Linked DNA regions of Mus musculus: regions 1, 3 and 4 are each linked to region 2. A link is a contact called in public HiCAR-type and promoter capture Hi-C data. All regions are on one chromosome and are shown on one strand. The core of a region is the stretch at or near the end of the contact, and the rest is flanking DNA. Distances in the headings are between cores, read along the strand shown. Region 1 holds the start of B230319C09Rik (RIKEN cDNA B230319C09 gene). Region 2 holds the start of C87436 (expressed sequence C87436). Region 3 holds the start of Sec61a1 (Sec61 alpha 1 subunit (S. cerevisiae)). Region 4 holds the start of Paip2b (poly(A) binding protein interacting protein 2B).

Region 1 (3,408 bases), core at 492-2,991, 3.0 Mb before region 2:
GGACACTCACAGCTCGCCCACCTGCTACCTAAGCAACCAGGCTCAGGGCTTCCTCTGTGCAAGGCAGAGCCCCACCAGGCCTGGCCTGCCCACCTGTCACCACACTCATCCCAACCTTTGCTCTTTAGAGGCAGCTGAGGTGTTCTTTTCTGTCCCAGTCCCCCTCTCCTCCCCTCCCCAACCTCCTGGGCCAGAGGCTACTGCTGAGTAATTCCAAACTTAGAGTGAGCCCCTGGCCCTGTAAACCCGGGCAAACTAGAAGGAACCTACTGAGCGGGACCTGGCTAACCTAGGCAGATTAGTCATAGATTCTTGATCAGATTCTCCCCAGACTCTTCATTCTCCTCTCCCCAAAACCTACACCACCCTCTGAAAAACCCACCTGGAATGGCTCAAAGCCCCTTTCTCTGCTTCCCTCACACCAGGGAACACTGCCTTCCCAGTCTCCCAGACACCAAGTGGCACAGAATAACAGCAGACACCCGCTGGCTTCCCAGCCATGATGTTGCATCAGCCCCCACCCTACCCAAAATATCCTCACCCCCACCACCTCCTCTCCTCTCTTCAGCCATCTCCATGGTGACAGCAGCATGACTAATGACACCCTATCAGCTTCAGACTCAGGAGTGCAATTCTCCCTCCCCCTTACTGTCTTTCACCCCCACTTCCCCGAGACAACGCACCCCGGGGATTTCTGCAGATTGGAAGCAAACCAACAGTGCCAGGGCCATTCTCCAGAGATTTCCAGAGGCAGGGGTGGGAAGTGGGTTGTACGTCTTTAAAACACACACACACACACACACACACACACACACACACACACACACGCACATGCGCACACACGCACAGCGCACACATATACATACAGTTCAACAAACCAAACGCCAAACCCCAACTGCACCCAAACCATCCAGCTGAGAAAGCAAAACGAATCCAAACAAAACCCACACAGGCCTGAGAATTCATTGGCCGCCCACACTCGCGCCGCCCCTCCCCCTCAGCTGCTGCTACACACACAGTGGGAGATTAAGGGATCACCAGAGGAGACCCTTTATTTTTATCCAATCCAGTCAAACACTTCACCCCCACCGTGCAAGCCCACGTATACACACACGCACACATACACACACGCACACATACACAAGGGCAAGCGCGCACGCACTCACGTACACACACACACACACACACAAACACGCAGGGTACCTTGACAGTCGCCCCTTGTGCCCAGGGCCCCGTTCCTTCACGAGCATTTATTTCCACCTGCAAAAGAAGCCAAAGACACTGGTGAGGCAGGCCGGTAGCAGGCAAGGAGCAGAGCAGTCCAGCACAGGCCCCAGCACACTGGAGGGGAAGGGCCCGGAGAAGAAAGGCTGGACGGGACCATCTTCCTGCTCCAGCTGCCTCCCCAGCACTGTTGGGCCCCTGCGCCTTCCAGTGTTTTGTTTTCCTGCTTCGGTTCTCCGGCCTCTGGAGATCCCCGGGACCCGCTCGCGGCCTGCACACGGCCTCCCCTCCCTTCCAGGCCCAGCGCTCTACCTCGGCCGGCCTCCACTACTGCATCGGCCGCCGCCGGGCCTCCCATTATCCCCGCCGAGGGAGCGCACCGAGGGAGGCACTGCAGAGGCGGCGGCCAGCTGCCGGCTGCTCCCGCCCCGCCAGGCTGGTGTGCAAGGGGGCGGCGCGCGCGCCAGCCAATCCCGCGCCCGGCCCTCCCCGCCAAGGACCTGCCCAGCAGCCAGGCAGGGGCCTTGGTGGAGGGAGCCATCGCCACAAGGGCTGCTTCCCAGGCAGGCCGGGGATCCCGGGGCACCCTCCTACCCCTGGCAACATACACAAGACGTCCCCTGCAGTTCTAGCGGGTGCAACTGGAGTACGGCGAAGGGGTGGGGAGCGGCAGTATGTGGGTATCCCATACCGGCCACTCTCAGCCAGAGCAGAGCTGGAGCTCTGGTTCTCCAAGGAGAATCCAGGGCAGCAGAAGCCTCACATCCATCCCCCAACCCCGCCCCCCGCTTTGCAGACTGCAGATGAGTGGAGTAACTTACCGAAGGTGACACCGCTAGAACACAGCATAGCTCAAACTCCAAGCCAGGTCAGTCCTCCCTGAAGACCATATCCTTCGCCATTCTATAGTTCTACTCCCCTGCCCTCTTACACCCCACTCGGAAAACTGGCTATAGCCCATATAACCTGTGCTTCCCCAAGTCCGCTATGCCCTCTCCGGCATAGCCTTACAACCGAACAGTACTGAAATGCAATTTTCTTAAACAAGTTTCTCTTCTGGAGAAGATCCACCAGATGACCCGTCCAAAAAAACGCCCTGGGCTCCCCGCCCTTAAGAGTTTCCTTCTAGTTCTCTAACTATAGGCATACCAAGGGTTCGGTGACCAGGAGACCATGGTGGGGGGCGGGGGGGGGGGATAGCAAGGTCCTAGCAATTCACCTTCTGGGATTCAATACCCAGGCATCCTCTTTTGTCCCATCCCCCTCTCGGAAGGGGAACATCCAGGCTTCTACCTCACTTTGGTACCCACATATCCCATTCCTAGCCTGTGGTAACTTACCTCTCTTAGCCTCTCTCTGCTCAACTGAAGAATGGAACCAGCAGCCATTTCATGCAGCTGTGAGGGCCTGAGAAGGCACAGAGCCACTGCCTGACACAAGGTAGGTGCTGCTGGCTTCCAGCACTCTACATCTCTGCCAGAGCTCAGGGTGCCTTCTCATTCTCACGGATGAGTAAGCTGAGGCCTGAGAGAAGTGACTCACAGATGAGCACCCCTGCTCCAGTGACTCGTTCTATTACCCATTCCACCCCAAATGCAGAATTGTGCCCCACCCCAGGGCCCCCAGGGGGTGTTCAGAATCAGATAAGTTCTTTAGGAGCGGGCCAAGCCTGCTTCTGGTATATGGAGGCTTCAGGGCCCACACCTGTCTCCCCTTTGGCACAAGAGGCAGTCCTACTGGGTCCCTCCCAGAGCAGACAAGATAAAGGGACAATGTCCTAAATCATGACTTGATGTGACAAACTGCATGTTTGTCTTTTAACTCACTCCTGACCAGCCTACATGAATCCCCTTCCTTCTCCTGGTTCCCTAAAGCCCTGTGCTATTAAGCCCTGTGCATATGCACCCCACACAGAGAGACAGTGTGGACAATATCAATACTGCCTCTTCTATGGCAGTCACAGTGCTTCAGGCCCCCCCCCCCCCGCTACATACCAAGCCCTGTGCCAACCATGCTGTAGGTTCATCTCATTTTTCTCTACACACAGCTTGTTTTCAGGAGAGGGATATGGAGAGTATTGGAGGATAATGAACAATTTGCCCTAGAAAATTAGTGGGCAGGAATTCAAACCTGAACCCTTCTCATCCTCTGAAACCCCTTTTTCTCTCTAAGCCCAGGAAGATA
Region 2 (3,380 bases), core at 797-3,296:
CCAAGCACCCAAGTGGTAGCTCACAACCATCTGTAATTCCAGTTCCAGAGGATCAGATGTACTCTCTGTCCTCCACCAGCACCAGGTATGTACATGCAGGCATAATACCTATATGCAGTTTTGAAAATTGTTCAATTTTTAAGGGAAATGACAAAAGATTAAACTAATACAGGTTGGAACAAAGTAAACACTGGCTACTACTAGTAGGTTGACAGGAGTCAAAGAAGTCCAGTGTGCAGAAAGCAACTACTATGTGTAGTCAGAGCAGGGAGAGAAGGAAAAAGGGTAAGGAAAACAAACTTGAAATCACAGCTGAACTCCTGATCCTTAGAAGGAGCCAGGTCCTAGAGGAACAGGAATATGCAGGCCTGTGAGGAAACACTTGAGGAGGAGGTCCACTAACTAGCGGGCAGCTGGCGTTGCCTGATACCACTGGGACATACAATGCAATGAATGGCTTAACTTAATATCCTGTTTTTTGTTGTTGTTGTTTTTTGTTTTTATTCGAGACAGGGTTTCTCTGTATAGTCCTGGCTGTCCTGGAACTCACTTTGTAGACCAGGCTGGCCTTGAACTCAGAAATCCGCCTGCCTCTGCCTCCCAAGTGCTGTGATTAAAGGCGTGTGCCACCACGGCCCGGCTTTTTGTTTTGTTTTGTTTGTTTTTATCTGCTTTTTTTGTTTTGTTTTGTTTTTTGTTTTTTTTTAAATGTCAGTTGAAAATTGCAGCCTGGGAGAGCTTGGTGTGAGGACACCCAAGTTGGCTGGTTCTGAAGACAGGGAGGTGAGGATCACAAGGTCTTTCATGAACCACTGCACACTTAATGAGAAAGGAGAGAAACAGCATCCAGAAAGATGTTGTCTGCATGTCTCTCTATTGGAGGGCTTGACATTGAACTATAGAACAAAGGAGAAACACTTCCCAATGCCAGGCAAAGAAATGAGGGTTGATGCTCTCTGGTCACCACTTGAGGCAGTTGCTAGGAACTAACTAGCCATGTGATCCAGGTATAAATATGAATGCTTTTGAACTTAACAGCAAATAAAAATTGTGGCGAGAGGAAACATCTCTTTTTTTAGTTCCTTCAGTTTCTGAAACAATATTAGAAAAATCTGATCCCAGAAAAGGGCCACTGTAACGGAGAAAAGTAAAATTTGGCTAGAGCAAAGCAATTGTGCCTACAGCGCACCACCAGTAGGTGTCCAAGCTATGGGAACACACCGGCCTCACCTAAGGCACCATAGCTTTCCGAGTGTTTCTGAAGTGCGGTGGTGGCACATGTCTTTAATCCCAACACATTGGAGGGAAGAGGCCCGCGGATCTATGTTCGAGACCAGCCTGATCTACAGAAAGAGTTCCAGGAAACACAATATTGGTGCCGGGGATTTACGATTCTGAAGAACAAATATACATAAAGTCTATTTCGGCTCTTTCCAAGGGGGGAGTCGTTCAATAATGTGTAAGAGCGAAGCGAGAGAAAACCATACAAGCTCAGGCGAGCTCTGCTTCCGATTCCAGTAAAACTGTTTTCAGCACAGAATTGTTCAGGTTCGATGTACTAGGGACCACCGGGAAGCCCTTGCTGGTGTGTTCTGTACGTTTAGGTAAAGCCACAAAGTGTCAGCACCCTGAGCCTTCTCTGTAGTTTTCCAAAAGAGAGCACTCCCCTGAAATACTACAAATCCCATGGTGCCACTTCAGCGGAGGTGAGCGGGCCCTTGGCGCACGTGGGCTGATCTGACCAATAACGACCGTCGTTACAAGCAAACAGTTTGGACGTGTTTGTAAAAGTCCGTTTGTAAAAGGAGAAGAGACGCGGCGAGGGTCGTCACCAACGAGATTCCTAGAGTTGCGAGGCAGGTAAGGGGGCAAAGTGGGAGAGGCCAAGCACCGGCGGAGCACGGCTTAGGGTGGGAACAGAGGCGGAAAAAGTGTTCGGGGAACTGCGTGTCGGACTGCTGACATTTTTGCTGGGCCCTCAGTTTGACGCCGCCGGAAGTGGGCGTTTTGCGCAGGATGCCGGGAAGCGGGTCGCATGGGAAGTGCGTTTTCCAGCCGGCCGTTCCCGGAAGCTGAGCTTAGGCGCGCTCCCCTAAACAACACCGAGGAATTGTGGCCCGGACTCTGTTATTTGACAGTGACCGGGCTGATTCTACAATCAGTAAAGGTCTGCGAGCTGTGACGTCTCGATCCAACCAGACAGTTTTATTCCTAAAATGGGTAAATAGCGCCTCCACAGGATCCCTTGTGTGAATGCATGCACTCGAATACTTCTTTCTTACTTGGGGCGGTGTTCACGTGCCCAAAACAGCGTCCCCACACCGACCAGCTCAGCGGCCGCATGGGACAGGGGGCAGCCTACCGCGCCTCGGGTTCCCTCAGCCAGCGCCAGGCGCTGCTCACCCTCTTGCTGAGAAGAGACAATCATCGGGAGACCCTTCAGGTTTCCAGCGGAGCTCCTTCACAAGTCGCGTTCCTTGTGTATCCTTTTTTAAGACAGAGTCTGCAAGCCGGGCGTGGTGGCGCAGCCTGTCATCCCAGCACTCGGGAGGCGAAGGCAAGAAGATCTCAAATTCCAGGACAGCTAGGCTACATAACAGACCTTGTCTCAAAAAGAAAAGAACAAACTGGGTATGGTGACGAGCTCCTTTAATACCAGAACTCTACAGGCAGAGACTGGCGAGTCTCTGAGTTCGAGGCTTCCCCGGTCCATCCCAGGACAGCCAGAGCGATACAAAGAAATCCTGCCCCCTACCTCCCGCCCCACCACACCCCAAAAAAGGAAAATAAGAAAAAAACTCTGTAATAATTCGTAGTGATACATGTTTTCAAATTCGAATAGTAAAAAAAATGAGATTAAACCTCCATTTCTCGGGTCTCAAATTACTGCTGAGGAAATAGACAACTATGCTGTGTCCTTAAAGTCTTTTCTAAAAAAAGATTTTTGTGTATGCATGTGTGTATATCCAGTGTGTCAAAGGAGTTGGACTTCCCAGAATTAAGAGTTTTAGGCAGATGAGCCCTGATGTTACTGCTTGGAACCAAACTTGGGCCCTCTAAAAGAGCAATACACACTTTTAACCACTAGCCATCTCTGCAGCCCCATTTTCCCCTTTCCTTTCCTTTCAAAACCAAGCATAGCATACACAAAGCACTAAGCTTTGTTACTGGTATACAGATCTCAACTGTTTTTAATGGCTTTACAGTCGCATCTTACTCAGCACACTGTACTTAGTTCTTTAATGGAAGTCCTTTTCCTATTCTGCAGGTACAAAATCTCATAGAGGGATATCTGTGATTTGGATGCCAGCCTGGTCCACATATTGAGTACAGCCAGGTGTACATAGTAAGACCCTATCTTCAAAAAAGAGGTGGGAGCT
Region 3 (3,318 bases), core at 804-3,303, 2.1 Mb after region 2:
AATTGGACCCCATGGGTGGTGTGAATTTGAAGTTCAGACCCTGCAGAGGCAGCTGGGGAGCTCACATTCCTCCTCTTTCTCTCAAGAACACAGCCTTTCCAACGTGCCATCTTATCACACAAGAACTCAGCACCTAACGAGGGGGAAGCAACACCATTCCACAGGAATCAGAGGCAAGCAGTGGAGTGAATGTGTACACGGACTATCTACTGTGCTGATGATGGACACCAGACACAGGGCCTCATGCCTGCCGCTAGCCACTTTCCCAGCCCAGGTAATGAAACTGTTAGAAAACAAAAAGGATACACATTTTTCAAGACTACTTTAAATGAGCAAGCCTCGTCTCCTGGTCAATTTAAAAGCAAAACATCCAAAGCTTTTCATCTAAGTCCTAAATCATCTGCCTCTGAAGCAGCTGCAAACTCACACTCATTCAGTACCATGATTTGCCCCCTTTCCTGCACGGCTCCCAAGTCACACTCCAGGCCCCTCCCCTACTGCCAAGGCCACTTATCTGCCCACCTGACTCACCGGAACCTTTACATTTACAACCTACCTACCATCCACAGGCACTATATTATATATTTCCCATCTCCCTTGTTCTGCCAGGCCAAGGTCACAGGTCTATGAAGAAAGAATGTAAAGCGTGGGACTTGGGTTTCTTGGCCCTCGAGCCAGAATCTCTGCACTGAGGTGGAACAGATAAAGTTCTGAACATCATCCTGGCAAAGGCAGCAAGGGTACTGCAAGGCATTTGCATAGAACTATGGAAAGTAAAAACTAAATTAGAAGCACAAAGTATCCATGTGAATGCCAACTACAAATGCCAGATGTGAATATATGACAGTCTGAAAAAAAAAAAAAAACCCAAAATACCAAAAAAAACAAAACAAAACAAAAAAAACCCCAAAACCAAAACCAAAAAAAACACCAAAAACCAAACCAGGAACACAAAGTAGATTTACTGTTTTCTGAGCCCATGGGCCTGGACTTTCCTTCACCGGGCACTCTCACACTAGGAACATTTATTCTTGGGCCGAAGCTGCCTGCCACAGAAATTCTGATTAAGATTCACATTAAGCATTAAGGTGCTACAGTTCTCTCCTTCCTTGTTTTAGAGCACCTGCTGTCAATGGCAGCAGACTTCACTAGTGCATGTAAACTCGATGCTGGGGCAGCATACATTCAAATAAAAACCACAAACACGTTCATATCGATTACACGACTCGATTTTTCCTTTGGAAACCAGATACCGAAGTCACCTCCCACACGAAACAAACACCCCATCATCTGCTCCTGCTGGAGGTGAAGAACGGAGGGTAACTCAATCTGGGATCCTAACTGAGGTCTTAATCAATCACTGCTCAGACCCACTTTCGGACTAGGCAAACCTGAGGCTTTGTTAACCACTATCCACTAAAGATGCTCCTAACGAGACAAGGTGTTGGGAGAATTCCCACACAACCGGGTCACCTTTCAACGGCTCCCGTGAGTATCCCAGCACACACAGCTACACTCCAGAGGGGCAGTTTTCACTCGGTGTGCTGAGGCCATTTTTAATTGTACTGTAAACTCCCAGCGCCCAATTTTGCAAGTCTTCTTTGACCACCATCTGGGGACTTACCTTTCTCTCTGGCTTCTGAATTTCCGGCAAGATGACACAGAATGGCTTGATGACTTCCAGAAATTTGACTTTGATGGAAGAAACAGAAAGAGAAGGAGTTAGGTACGGAGTAACTTGAGGGCACCTGAGGGAGCCCGGCACGATGAGAGCCGGGCGTGGGCGTGCGGGGACCCAGAAGGCTCGGTCTAGGGGCGCGGGAACGAGTCCCCCAGGCAGGCCGCGTTCCGCCAGGATCGGGAAGCACGGCGGGCGAGCGCCCAAACGGGGAAAGGCGACGCATCCTGGCTGCGCCGGGGTGGCCCCCAGGAAACTCACTCGCCATGGCGGCGGCTGATCCGACTACACGCCCGGCCCCGACTGCGCTCCACTTCGAGTGAGGAGGCGCTGCTAGCTCCGGAGCGCGCTTCCTCGACCGAGAGACACGTCAGTGATAGCCCGGCGGCGAGCGGCGCGGCGAGGCGGGGCCGGGGATGGGCCACCGGCCGCTTCCGCTTCCTGCCACGCGCGCCCGCCGCGCCGCCTGCGCCAAGACCACAACTCCCGGCATGCAGCAGGAGCAGAGAGGCTGTCGGGAAGACGACTGTCGGGCCACACCGGAACTGGGCGTGTGCAGCTGCGCAGACTCTCCCGGAAGTGAGGGCCAAATCAGCCCTTGTTACTAGTGGACGCTTCGTGGTGGTGTTGGCCCTACGAAGCAGGCGATTCGGCTTTCCGTGTCGGTGGCCCTCAGTACCAGTGATAGCATGTCGCGACCCAGTAGGCCTCAGCTGCTGCTCGTCACGCACGACAGAGCAGCAGTGTGCTGAATCCTACCCTGCATGGCTTACCCTACCCTACAATACCCTCCTGGGTGCTGTAGGCTGCCTCCAAGGATGTCTGAGCTCATGCATTTGAGGACGTTCGGCAAAGGCCGGGTCTGGCGGCTCTGGGTGGGCTTTGGCGCAGCGCATTCCAAGAAGGCCTTTGGAACTGGAGAGTTAGGAGAGATGAAGAAACCGAGCCAAGCCTTGCAGCCCCATATCTTCAGGGAAAAGAATACATCTGGGCTGGAGGAAAGGGTGTGCGAAGGGGACTGGGCAAGGTGGGGCAACATGAAACTTACTCTTTAGTGGGATCTCTGATCTCAGTGCTGTGTGCTGTCTGAAATCGACTTCTTGCTGTGCACCCTGAGTGCTGAGTTTCATGCAGCCAAGTCCTGACTTCAACGGAGAGGTTTGCTGTGGCCACGTCCTTAGAAACATTCTAGACAGCCAGCCCCATGTCATTGATAGGACATTTATATTTAATTTGGCATTAAGTTGCATGTGCGTACACAAATATAGATGGGTTTAGGGGAAAGCACTAAGTCAATATACTTAGCACAATGTGAGGTTTTTGTTTTCGATTCTTTAAGCTAGGTCTCTAGGTAGCCCTCGATACCACTATGTAGACTAGGCTGGCTTCAGATTCACAGAGATCCCACCTGACTGCTCTGAGTGCTGGGACTAGCCGTGCATGTGCCACCACAGCAGGCCACAATGTGAGGTTTTTGAAACAGAGGTGCAGTGTTTTTGCATGTACACATTTTAAAGATTTAATTATTAAATATTAGAGACAGATGCCTAAAGAGACAATAAAATCTAAATGAAGTTTTGATTAAGTATTTCTTTGAGATTTATTTTTATTGTTTCTGTGCTCACGTAAGTATGATAACA
Region 4 (3,074 bases), core at 145-2,644, 2.6 Mb before region 2:
CACAAACATAAGGCCTGCGAGGCAATGCTGTCACCTATGAGGAAAGACTGATTTTAATTTCCTCTAACAGACTTCTTTCTCTACTACGACAAAAATCTTACCACAGCAAAACACAAGGAACTATATACTGTTATGTGCTACAAATTGGATAAGAAAAATAGTAAAGTAAAGCTTACAAACTCCACAACAGTGAATCTGATGCTAAACTACGACTTAATTTTCCTTTTTGAAAACCAAGAAAAACAATTCCAGATATAAAGCCAAGAAAATGACAACATGAGAACAATGCAATTTTGGATATGGATAGATATCTTATTCTTTCTCCCTTTCTGCCTAAAGTACTAGACGTATTCCAATACTCAATGTCCTCTGGCTTCCAAAATAAAACCCCTATTGTCTAATACTCCTCAACTTCTAAAATCTCAGTTAAAACTATGAGTGATAAGCTAATTTATTCGCAGTAAACGTCTGGCATATTTTTATTTGGGTTTGAGACAGTGTGGAAGGCCATCTAGAAACATATGGTTAGAACCACCACAGGAAGCCAAACACTGCCATACTATGAGGTATAAACAAATAAATTCTCTGTAAAGATAATGCTGAAGGTCGCCTCTGGGCTGTTGTAATTCTCTCAGAGGCTGTGTGTGATAATCACATATATCCCGTATCTTACGGACGTCCGGGATGACCAGGCCCTTCCTCATAGTGTAAATTAGTGCTCTAAGCTGGGTCAGAATCCCGTTCCATCCCGTTCCACGTAACAGATTTCAAATTGGTTGCTGCTGGCAAGCCTTTCCACCTGCATTTTCAGCAGTTTTGAGCAAAAGCACTTTATGAGGACAATGATTCTAGAAGAAGAGTGGGATTAGATGGCATTGAAGGGGAGGCAGAGAGAGTTTAAGCAAGCCCATTGCAGTTCCGAACCTTGCGGAGCCTGTGTTCAGCGTCGTCATCTGCCTCTCGCCTTCACCCTTCCAGGTGCCTACAAAAAGCAAAGTGAGAGGTGTTAGTTTCCGGGGGAAATGAGGCTGAAATCCTGAGGTTGAGAGTGAACGTCTCAGAAGGCGAGAGAGAGGAGGGGCGCCAGGAGGCGGCAGGTCATACGTAGCAAGGATGGTGAAAAGGGATGAGGTGAGAGGAGCTGGCCCGCGAGCGCCAGAGCGTCGGACGGCCTGGGCCCGGGCCGCGCTGGGAAGGGGCTGTGCGCGCTCCCGGGCAGCCCGCGGGTAGAGGGGCTGTGCGCAGTCCCGGGTGGCCAGACGATCCCAGCCCCGACGCCTCAACCCACCTGGCCGCGCGGACAACGCCGCCCCGAGGTCCGCACCACAGCACAGCGCCGCCTCCTAAGAGCGCGAGCCTCGGCGCACAAACGCTCGAGGTACCTCGGCCTCACACGCGCGTCTCGCCCCGCCCCCCAGCGCCATTCATTGGCTGCCGGACAACGCCCCGTCCATCTATTGGACAGCAGAGAATGCCGCTCACTTACCTGGTTTTGATTGGTCTAAATGTGAAACAATGCCCGCCCAGCTCTTTCAGAAGTTCCAGTTTTTGATTGGTCTTAGCGTCTGTCCATTCGCTCCGCCCTCGATGGAGACTCCCAGCTCTGATTGGCTGAAGAAGCATTGGTCACGCCTAGATTTCCAGGCCAAGGATGAATCACCTCCATGTTGGGGAGGAGCCAGAGTGCAAGGACTCCGGGTTTGTTTACAAAGGCTTCTGCTCCCGCTTCATCCATTGGCTAAGCTGGAAGCCTGTGTCACTTGTCTAGATCACTTTAGAAAAGGGAGTAGGATTCAGGGATTTCCTCATCTGTCCATTAGTTAGAGATGAGTTTTGAGAGCGGGAATTTGCTTCTGTGTTAAGTCGTGAGGTTAAAAATTAGGACTATTTGGGAGATTGGAAGAACAGAAAGGGTTGCTTCCACGTTTTTAGAAACAAATTTGACATTTTCAGTCCCAGCAGGCTCAAGATTGAGGCAGGAAAATCACAAATTCCTCAGGGCCAGCTTGAGCTCATATTGCGACCAAGTCTCAGAAAAACAAGACACACACTCACATTCACACACACACACACACACACACACACTTGTTCTGTCCTTTGGGTTTAAGATACCTTGTATTAGTTAGTTTTATGTGTCAACTTGACACAAGCTGGAGTTATCACAGAGAAAGGAGCTTCACTTGAGGAAATGCCTCCATGAGATCCGGCTGTAAGTCATTTTGTCAATTAGTGATCAGGGTGGGAGGACCTGTTGTGGGTGCTGCCATACCTAGGCTAGTAGTCCTGGGTTCTGTAAGAAAGCAAGCTGAGCAAGCCAGGGAAAGCAATCCAGTAAGTAACATCCCTCCATGACCTCTGCACCAGCTCCTGCTTGCTGACCTGCTTGAGTTCCAGTCCTGATTTCCTTTGGTGATGAACAGCAATGTGGAAGTGTAAGCTGAATAAACCCTTTCCTCCCCAATTTGCTTCTTGGCCATGATGTTTGTGCAGGAATACAAACCCTAACTAAAACAATATCCAAATTTTAAGTTATGTCCATAAAAAGAAGATAGGATATTGATGGCTGGAGTGGTGGATCAACAGTTAAGAGCATTTGCTGCTATTGCAGAAGACAGGTTCAGTTTTCAGCACCTCATGGTGGCTTACAACCACCAGTAACTCTAGCTCCAGGGAATTAGATGCCCTCTTCTGGCCTCCAGAGTACTGAATCCATATACATACTTGAAGTTAAAACACTCGTGCACATAAATCTTTTTATTAAAGTGGAATTAAAAATAAAAAAACTTCTCATACATCTGTCTTCTCCTACCCACTGTGCTAATTACAATCACAACACAAAATATAGGTTTAGTAAACAAGTAGTTATATAATGAAAATATGTAGATAAATTCACTGTCTAACATTAACTTTTTCCTCCTCCCTCCTAAAGGAATATTCTCCCATAATTGGTCCTTTAGGTACTCCAGGTCTATCACCCACTGTTTTTCTCAATGAATCTACTTTGTTTGTTTGTTTGTTTGTTTTCGAGACAGGGTTTCTCTGTGTAGCTCTGGCTGTCCTGGAACTCACTTTGT

The links. Promoter capture Hi-C pulls out the DNA fragments that hold promoters and counts their contacts. HiCAR-type assays count read pairs that join an accessible place to other places.
Region 1: a HiCAR-type map of astrocytes shows a contact between it and region 2, with 3 times the contacts expected there. The contact joins the promoter of B230319C09Rik here to the promoter of C87436 in region 2. A contact is called at or near these places in 1 of 39 promoter capture datasets (cranial neural crest), 1 of 115 datasets of contacts at active chromatin or transcription factors (astrocytes) and 1 of 9 other capture datasets (liver).
Region 3: a promoter capture Hi-C map of liver shows a contact between it and region 2, with 5 times the contacts expected there. The contact joins the promoter of Sec61a1 here to the promoter of C87436 in region 2.
Region 4: a HiCAR-type map of astrocytes shows a contact between it and region 2, with 3 times the contacts expected there. The contact joins the promoter of Paip2b here to the promoter of C87436 in region 2. A contact is called at or near these places in 1 of 39 promoter capture datasets (liver) and 1 of 115 datasets of contacts at active chromatin or transcription factors (astrocytes).

The regions. Positions count from the first base shown.
Region 1 is chr6:83,440,014-83,443,421 of GRCm38.p6, forward strand. B230319C09Rik (RIKEN cDNA B230319C09 gene) reads left to right here and starts at 1,742. Exons shown (of 3, transcript NR_028382.1): 1 at 1,742-2,092; 2 at 2,574-2,664. It overlaps Tet3 (tet methylcytosine dioxygenase 3), which reads right to left. Exons shown (of 12, transcript NM_001347313.1): 3 at 1,204-1,260.
Region 2 is chr6:86,436,628-86,440,007 of GRCm38.p6, forward strand. C87436 (expressed sequence C87436) reads left to right here and starts at 2,047. Exons shown (of 10, transcript NM_001364557.1): 1 at 2,047-2,220.
Region 3 is chr6:88,516,747-88,520,064 of GRCm38.p6, forward strand. Sec61a1 (Sec61 alpha 1 subunit (S. cerevisiae)) reads right to left here and starts at 2,054. Exons shown (of 12, transcript NM_016906.4): 1 at 1,940-2,054; 2 at 1,625-1,692. The coding sequence starts at 1,946.
Region 4 is chr6:83,830,347-83,833,420 of GRCm38.p6, forward strand. Paip2b (poly(A) binding protein interacting protein 2B) reads right to left here and starts at 1,395. Exons shown (of 5, transcript NM_146169.2): 1 at 1,289-1,395; 2 at 925-982. The coding sequence starts at 953.